Regions from separate parts of the Mus musculus genome. Here region 1 is linked to region 2. A link is a contact called in public Hi-C data. All regions are on one chromosome and are shown on one strand. The core of a region is the stretch at or near the end of the contact, and the rest is flanking DNA. Distances in the headings are between cores, read along the strand shown. Region 1 has its middle 6.0 kb from the start of Gm10610. Region 2 has its middle 8.7 kb from the start of Gm29796.

Evidence for each region. Hi-C and Micro-C count contacts between places; a contact is called where the count stands out from the background.
Region 1: a Hi-C map of bone marrow-derived macrophages shows a contact between it and region 2, with 17 read pairs. The contact joins two enhancer-like sites. A contact is called at or near these places in 2 of 39 promoter capture datasets (the C10 cell line and cranial neural crest), 1 of 15 datasets of contacts at CTCF or cohesin (pro-B cells), 1 of 484 Hi-C or Micro-C datasets (bone marrow-derived macrophages), 4 of 115 datasets of contacts at active chromatin or transcription factors (differentiating embryonic stem cells, embryonic basal ganglia, embryonic limb bud and 1 more) and 1 of 9 other capture datasets (embryonic stem cells).

The regions. Positions count from the first base shown.
Region 1 is chr7:83,554,544-83,558,573 of GRCm38.p6, reverse strand. No RefSeq gene overlaps it. Among named protein-coding and RNA genes, the nearest start is that of Gm10610, 6.0 kb to the right of the region's middle. Within about 2 kb of position 1,848, at least 4 of the 459 cell types and tissues checked have an H3K27ac peak or open chromatin away from gene starts, as enhancers often do. A contact at or near this core is called in bone marrow-derived macrophages, where this site is marked.
Region 2 is chr7:82,800,051-82,804,324 of GRCm38.p6, reverse strand. No RefSeq gene overlaps it. Among named protein-coding and RNA genes, the nearest start is that of Gm29796, 8.7 kb to the left of the region's middle. Within about 2 kb of position 1,819, at least 10 of the 459 cell types and tissues checked have an H3K27ac peak or open chromatin away from gene starts, as enhancers often do. A contact at or near this core is called in bone marrow-derived macrophages, where this site is marked.

The DNA.
Region 1 (4,030 bases), core at 599-3,098, 750 kb before region 2:
TTGTTATGCAAGCACGAGGGCCTGAGTTTGGATCCCCAACACCAACGTAAAAAGCTGGGTTTTTCTGTGATGCAAGTGTCAGGGGAGGTGGAGACAGATAGATCCTTGGAGCATGGTGGCCAGCCTAGGTGAATCAATGAGCTTCAGGTGGTGAGAGATGCTGTCTTAAAAACTAAGAGAAGAACACCTGAAGAACGGGTAAGGAAAATGTGGTATATTTATACAATCGAGTATTACTCAGCAGTTAAAAATGATATTACAAAAATTTTCAGGGACATGAATAAATCTAGGAAAAAGAAATCATCGTGAGTGAAGCCCAGAAAGACAAACATGAAACACACTTGCTTACAAGTGTATATCACCCACTAAACAAAGGTGATGCAAATGCTACAACCCACAGATCCAGAAAAGCTACATAATAAGGAGAGCTCTTGCATAGACCTTCCTGAGATGGGGAAATAGAGTAGACATTTTCTGAGTGGACTGGGGCAGGCAGGCATGGGAACAAGAGGGATCAGGTTGGGGAAGGGGGGGGGAGGAAGGAAGAAGAGAGTATGGGGAGAGAAGACTGGAACTAGGGGACATTTGGGGATAGTTGTGGAGACCTAGTGCAATGGAAATTCCCTGGAATCTCTGAGGGTGATCCTAGTGAGGCCTCCTAGTAAATGGAGAATATGGAGCCTGAACCAGCCATCTTCTGTAACCAGGCAAGGCATTCAGTGGTGAGACTGGGACACCAACCCAGCCACAAAACATTCTACCCACAACCTGACCTGCTTGCAAGGTGTGCTGGGGCAAGAGTGGCTTAGAGATTTGGGAGTGGCCAACCAGTGACTAGTCTAACTTGAGGTTCAAGCCACAAGAAGGTGCTAACCCTGGATGGCCAGGAACTGGAAGCTGGATGGCCCAGAGACTTAGGATCAGTGCCTAGCCCTATTAGCAGCAGAGAGGCTTCCACCAGCATCTGATAGGAGCAGATCCAGAGAACCATAACCAAACATTATGCAGAGCTTAGGGAGCCCTGTGGAAGAGGGGGAGGAAGAATTTTAAGAGCCAGAGGGGTCAAAGCACCAGAAGAACATGGCCCTCAGAATTAACTAAGCAGGGCTCATAGGGGCTCACAGAGACTGAAGTGGTAATCATGGTGCCTTCACAGATCTGTAGGTCCTTTGCAAATATGTGGTGTTTGTTTAGCTTGGGGTTTTGTTGGACTCCTAACAGTGGGAGTGGGAATATCTGACTCTTTTGCCTGTTCTTGGAATCCTTTCCCTCCTACTTGATTGCCTCATCCAGCCTTGATTGTGAGGGTTTGTGATTATGAGGATCTTGCTGCATCTTGCTACGGCTGTGTTCAGTTGATATTCTTGGGAGACCTGCCATTTTCTGAAGGGAAATGGCGAAGCATTGAATCTGGGGTAGAGGAGAGATGGTGGGGGACTGGGAGGAGTGGAGGGAGGGGATGCTGTGGTTGTTTTGTATTGTATTGTATTGTATTGTATTGTATTGTATTGTATTGTATTGTATAAGAGAAGAATAAATAAAAAGAAAAAATAAGAGGGGACACGTTTACAGCAGACTTTCTGGCATTCTGTATTTTGAAATCTTTTTTCCTTCTCTTCCTCAATGTCCTATGATCCACAGATGCAGAAGCTGTGATGTAGATGTATCTGTTGAGGCTGGGATCCCCACCATCCTTTGATCTCTGCATTGTGTTTAGTTGTAGTTTCCTGTTTGCTTTTGAAGGGTGGAGCTACATTATATGTGGGTATAAGGATAAGAGTTAGACTACAGTACGAAATTATTATGGCCTAGCAAAGTGGTTGTAGTAGATTCTTTTCTAAGACCCATGACCTCATTAACCATGGGAAGTTGGCTAATTTCCCAATACCAGGCATGGTTTCCTTTCTGTTGAGTGGATCTTAAGTCCAATTAGACAGCTGCTGATTACTATCAACTTGTGAGTGCCACTTGAGGTATGAATATCCTGAGTAGATGTCACGGTTCATAAATGTAGCAGATAGGTAGGGCTGCTTGATTGCCTCCCTGCCCTGGTATCTGGCATAGTATTTCTGGCACCATTGGCACTGGACTGCAGGAAGGAGGCTTGTTGGTCAGATCCAGCATGAATCATCTGAATCCTGGTGTCCTAAGATGTGGTATCTTCAGCAGTCATGGGACCACCCTAGAAATGGCTGCATACATAAGATAGAACAATGATATTACCAATAAACATGCTAATATAGAAAGGGGGAGGTTTCTCAAAGCTCCACCCCTAGGCAAAGAACTATAGGCAACAAATGACCATGGAGAGAAAGAAAAGTAGCCTCTCCCAGGAATTAGTCTTATTGTTGTCAAATGCCGAGTGGGCATGTCTGAAATCACATACACACAGAAAACAAAAAATAATGCATCAGGCTGTATTGATATATTTATGCATACATGCATACATGTGTATACTACCTACATATGTATGTTACAACAAGAACAAAAGAAAAAGGGGCTATTAACTTTACAGTAGGTGAGCATTAGAGTTGGTGAGTCCCTAGAGAGAGAGGGGGTCCCTAGGAGAGGCTTAAGGGAGCAAAGAGAGGGGGAAAGTGATGTAATTTTATTTCAATTTAAAATATGCTAATTTTTTTAAAAAGAAAAAAAAAACAGAGAGATCAGCTGAGGAAGATGCCAATATTGAACTCTGAGCATGCAGAGATATATATGTGCAACTGCACACATGTGTATATACACATGAACACAGACATTTACATACATACCACAGACACAAAAAGATAAGCAAGTGGAGGAGCCTGAAGTAACTGAGACACTTCTTTTTTTTTTATTTTGTTTATCTGTTTTATTTTCTTTTTTCCCCCTTTTTATTAGGTATTTAGCTCATTTACATTTCCAATGCTATACCAAAAGTCCCCCATACCCACCCACCCCCACTCCCCTGCCCACCCACTCCCCCTTTTTGGCCCTGGCGTTCCCCTGTACTGGGGCATATAAAGTTTGCAAGTCCAATGGGCCTCAACTGAGACACTTCTTATGTTATACGCCTCATACACCATTTAGAAACCTGCACAGAAGCAAGAATAAATATTGTGTCTGGGAGAATAAGTAGTGGCTGCATTTGTAGAGAAATGTATACTAGTGGGCACCATGGGAAGATATTGGCTGCAAGTATTAAAAGGCAAATACTGCCACTTAAAAGTTACTCAGACTGTAGAAGTGAAACAAAAAGGAGCTACTCATTCTTTCATTGTTCTAGCCTGGGAAATGTCTAATGGTCCCACCCAAGGACTATTGATTTTCCAGAAATAAGACTTTTATTTGGCTTACTATTTTTCATTGATCAAGGCCAAGAATAAGAAATTACACATTAACTTAACGTTAACTTAAAGGGTTGTGTGTATATATGTATACATGCATATGTGTATACATATACATACCTATATATATGGAGAGAGAGAGAGAGAGAGAGAGAGAGAGAGAGAGAGAATCAGTGTTGCCCAGGCTATTCCTGAATTCACATTTTTTTTTGTCTCAGCCCCCTTGGAGGATCACAGGCATGTCCCACCATGCCTACCCAGCTTGTAAAGTGTTGTAAACTAGAAACTCAGATGTGTCAAGACTATAACCAATTCTACTCACCTGCAATGTGTACCTGGATGTCAACCCATTCACTGTTTTTCTTCCTCAAAAGCTGCACGTTGCCCAAAATAGAACACCTGCCCTTCGTTTAGTATTTACAAAATTCGTAGAAAGAAAATTTAAGTCTAATCAAATCAGGCCTACAGAGAATACATATTTTTAGCAAATTTCACCTAGAAATTGGCAGCAAAGGTACAATTTTGCTTCTTCCTGTGGAGCCTCGCTGGCTGCCAAGGGAAAAGGTTTCAGCAACAAAGGAAGAGTCTCAAAAAAGATCTCAAGGCAGCAGCAATGATAACACGACAATATGTTCTCCAGACTCTTTCCATCCTCTCACAGTTTTAGGATTAGGCTCCTAAGTTGAGAACAGGAAGTGTCCAGTGTT
Region 2 (4,274 bases), core at 570-3,069:
GAGCAACAGAAGGAGAGGAGAAGAAGATGGAAGGGCCTCAGAGAGTCTACCTGGGGAGGGCGGATCAATGCACTCATGAGGGACGTTCGGGTGAGGGAAAATACAGGGTTGTGATACACCAGCAAGGTTGTATGGACAGTGGAGTAACTGTGTGAGAAGGGAGAGGGATCCACGTTAGCCATCTGATTCCACAGACTCAACATTGGCACACAGGGCGGGCTGTTTAGGTTTCACTACACACAAGCCAGGAAAGGGGGGGAAATGTCTTTGCTGCTCATGGTCTTTCAGAAAACGTACATCCTGTCCTATGCTGCTCTTTTTGTAGAGTCATATATGCCCAGCACTCATCTTAGAAGGAGATGTCAGGGAGAGATGGGAAGGAAAGAGAAACCAAGAAAAATGGCAGAAGGCTGAGGACTGTCTGGTGAGAGCTCTTGGTGGGTAGGTAGGTAGGTTGGTTGGTTTGTTGGTAGGTTGGTTGAAAGGTTTTTACAACAGGAGTACCAAAGATATGGCTTTAACTGGCTCACCACACCATGGGACCTTCCCTGGAGTCTACCCATCATTCCTGTTCTCCTGAAGTGAAGGCCCAGGATGCCAACTGGATTAGGAGGGACATGATTTTATTCGGGTGCTTTCCGGGATTGAGATAAAGAAGCAACTGTGTGAACCCCTTATCAGCATCATCTTTCCCTGGATTCTTCGCCCATCCTCGGTCTTCAGGTCCAGCTTCTAACAGGTCAGCATCCACCAATGGCCAGACTGTGTGCAGCCTCTGAATTCCCTCTGCCTCCCAGTTCTAATGCCCCACTCACCATACCAACCCCACTGCTAGACACACAGCCAAGGAGCCTGACACCCATCTTTGATACCACTCCCAGGCTAGACTTGCCATTTGTAGAGCCCAAGCTCCTGGCCGGCAGGCAGGGCAGACACTATGGAGGCAGATCTTTACCTCTAGCAGGGTTTGGGCTCCTGTTTTGATCCCTTTACTCACACAGCTAGGTTTGGATTTGTTTTTGGAACTCTGATGTTCCACTATTTAAGAACTAGTATGAGGGCCAGAGCAGTGGCTCAGGGGTTAAGAGCACTCACTGCTCTTCCAGCAGACCTGGTTTTGGTTTCCAGCACCCATGTTCCCTGCAGAAAGGGAAGACATAGTGGGTGGGCTCACAACCATGTCCTGCTCCAGTTCTAGGGCATCTGATGCCTCCTTAGCACCAGGCACACACAAGTACTGCTCATATATACAGGCAAAACTCCACTCACATAAAATAAAATTAAAATAAAAAAGAATCAATAAAGTGGTCCATATTGATGTGCAAATATTTTCCGAAGGGTTAAGGTGCCAGAGAATGAACCCCTTGGCTCATCAGTTTTCTTTACGTTGAACTCTGGGCAGCAGTAATTTGTGCTTAGGGACTGGCTTGGGTAGTGCTGTAGTCTGGATGCTGAATGTCCCTGAAATGCTCAGGTGTTGGAGCTTGGCCACCAGCCTGGGGTACTATTGGGAGAGATGGTAAGTTGGGTCGATGAGAAGATACCCTCGATGGGAATATCAGGGCACCAGCTCTCTCTCTCTCTCTCCATCTTAGCTGTTAGAGGTGATCAGCCATATGTTCCCATTAAGATATTCTGTGCTGCCACAGGCCCAAAAGCCACACAGCCAACGAAGCACAGACTGAAACTGATGGCAAATAAATTGTTCTTCCTCATAAGTTGTTTATCTAAGGTATTTTTGCCACAGTAATGGAAAACAGAATGACACAGATAGGTTGGATGAGCTGTCTAGTGGGAGGAAGGTCAGAGTGACCCCGAAGAGAGGGAAGACCTAGGGGTCAGACACATGACAAGCCTCTGGGAAAAAGGAAGGAACTCCCCAGAGAAAGTGAAACACCGACTCACAAAAAGATACCATAATTCACTCTGCTGACATCAGAATTTCACTTTCTGAAGCCTCAAGAAAGCAGAAGGGAAAAAGGACTAACGACTGACCCCTCTTCTTTGTTTCCTCCCACCTGAGTTTTTCTGAGCCTTCAGCTTCTTTCTACCAGAGCTCTGTAGGCCCCAACCCTCTTCCTTACCACACAGACTCTGCGCAGAACTCTCTGGAGACAAGAAAAGAAATTTCCAACCCCTGGCTACGTGTACTTTCCTCAAGTGTGGGGATAAAAGTTAAATGACATTTTATGAAGAGGGTCCTTAAACCTCAAAACCATCTTCCTCCCTCCCTCCCTCCCTCCCTCCCTCCCTCCCTCCCTCCCTCCCTCCCTCCCTCTCCAGTCCCCCTTTCCAGTGCTGGAGACCAAGCTCAGTCAGAGATCGCCTTGTGCCTCATTTCAGAGGCTGCTTTGGGCAGGGACCCTTCACAATCCTGAAAGGAGCAATTCCCATTTACTTCAGGAGAGGACCTCCAGATTTAATGAGTTAAAATCACCTTCTAGAGGTGATATAACTAGAAGAGACAAGACCAGACCCTGATAGCATCCGGACAGACTCTGGGCTCCTACCTCCAGCAGCACACGGGAGTCATCATGAAAATGAGACACATGGCTGTCCCCAGAGCCTATGGCCAGGAGTTAATGGACCAAGCCTCGGGGCTGAACTTAGCCCAGACTTTATTGGGTTTTTTTTCTCCAATAATTTATTTTGTTTTTATTCACTTATATCTGATCACAATACCACTTCCTCCTTTCCTCTCAGTCCCCACCCTTACAAATCCCTCCCCCACTGCCCTCTACCCTTCTCCTCAGAGAAGGAGGAATCCCCCACTTGGGTACCATCTCACTCTGGGTCATCTATTCCCAACAGGACTAGGCACCGCCTCTCCCACTGAGGCCCAACCAGGCAGTCCAGGTAGAGGGAAAGGGATCTAATGGACGGAAACAAAGACTGAGACAGGCTCTGCTGTGGGAGTTGTTAGGTGTCCCACATAAAGACCAAGCTGCACATTTGCTACAAATGTGTTGTGGGCTTAGGTGCTCCCTGGTTGGCAGCCTAGTCTCTATATGTCCCCAGAGGCCCCTGTTAGTTGACTCTGTAGGTCTTCCTGTGGTGCCTTGACCCCTCTGGCTTGTTCAATTCTATTCCCCACTCTTCCACAAGACTTCCCAAACTCTGCCAGATTGTCTGGCTGTGGGTCTCTGCATCTGCCTCCCTCCATTGCTGGATGAAGCCTCTCAGGAGACATTTATTCTAGGTTCCTGTCTGCAAGCATAGCAGAATACCATTAATAGTGTCAGGGGTTGGCTCTCTCACATGGGATGGGTCTTAAGTTAGGGCAGTCATTGGTTGCCTGTTCCCATCTTTATCGCTATTTTGTAGGCAAGACAAATTTTGGGTTGAAGGTTTGTGGGTGGATTGATGTCCCCCTCTCTCCTCTGAATTCCTGCCTGGCTACAGGAGGTGGCCACTTCAGTCTGTATATCCCCCTCTGGTCGGAATCTCAGCTAGGATCGCCCCCACAAATTGCCTGTGTTCTCCCAGTCCCAGGCCTCCAGCTGGTCCCAGAGATGCGCCCCCCACCCCACTCAGTCCCTGGCCTCCTTGGCCCCTCCTTTCTCCTCCTCTGCCCTCTTCTCCCCACACCTGATTGCCATCCCTGTCCCTTCTTCGTCTTTCTCAGTTCATCTCTGATGACTGTTTAATCTCCCTTTCTGAGTGAGATTTTTGCATCCTCCCTTGGGACCTTCTTACTACCCAGTTTCTTTAGGCCTGTGGTTGTCTTGCACTTTATGGCTAATGTCCACTTATAAGTGAGTACATAACATGCATGTCTTCCTGGGTCTGCATTACCTCACTCAGGATGATATTCTCAAGTTCCATCCATTTGTCTGAAAATTCATGATGTCTTTTCTTTTTTATTTCTTTTTTATTTTTTTTAAAGATTTATTTATTTATTATATGTAAGTACACTGTGGCTGTCTTCAGACACACCAGAAGAGGGAGTCATATCTCATTACGGATGGTTGCGAGCCACCATGTGGTTGCTGGGATTTGAACTCAGGACTTTCCGAAGAGCAGTCAGTGCTCTTAACCACTGAGCCATCTCACCAGCCTGTCTTTTCTTATTTTTTTAATAGCTGAATAGGATTCATTTGTGTAGATGTACCACATTTTCTTTATCCATTCTTCAGTCGAGGGACATCTAGATTGTTTTTAGTTCCTAGTTATTACAAATAAAGCTGTTATGAACCACGTTGAGAAAGTGTTCCCGTGGTATAGTGGGGCATCTTTTGGGTATATGCCCAGGAGTGATCTTGAGGTAAAACTAT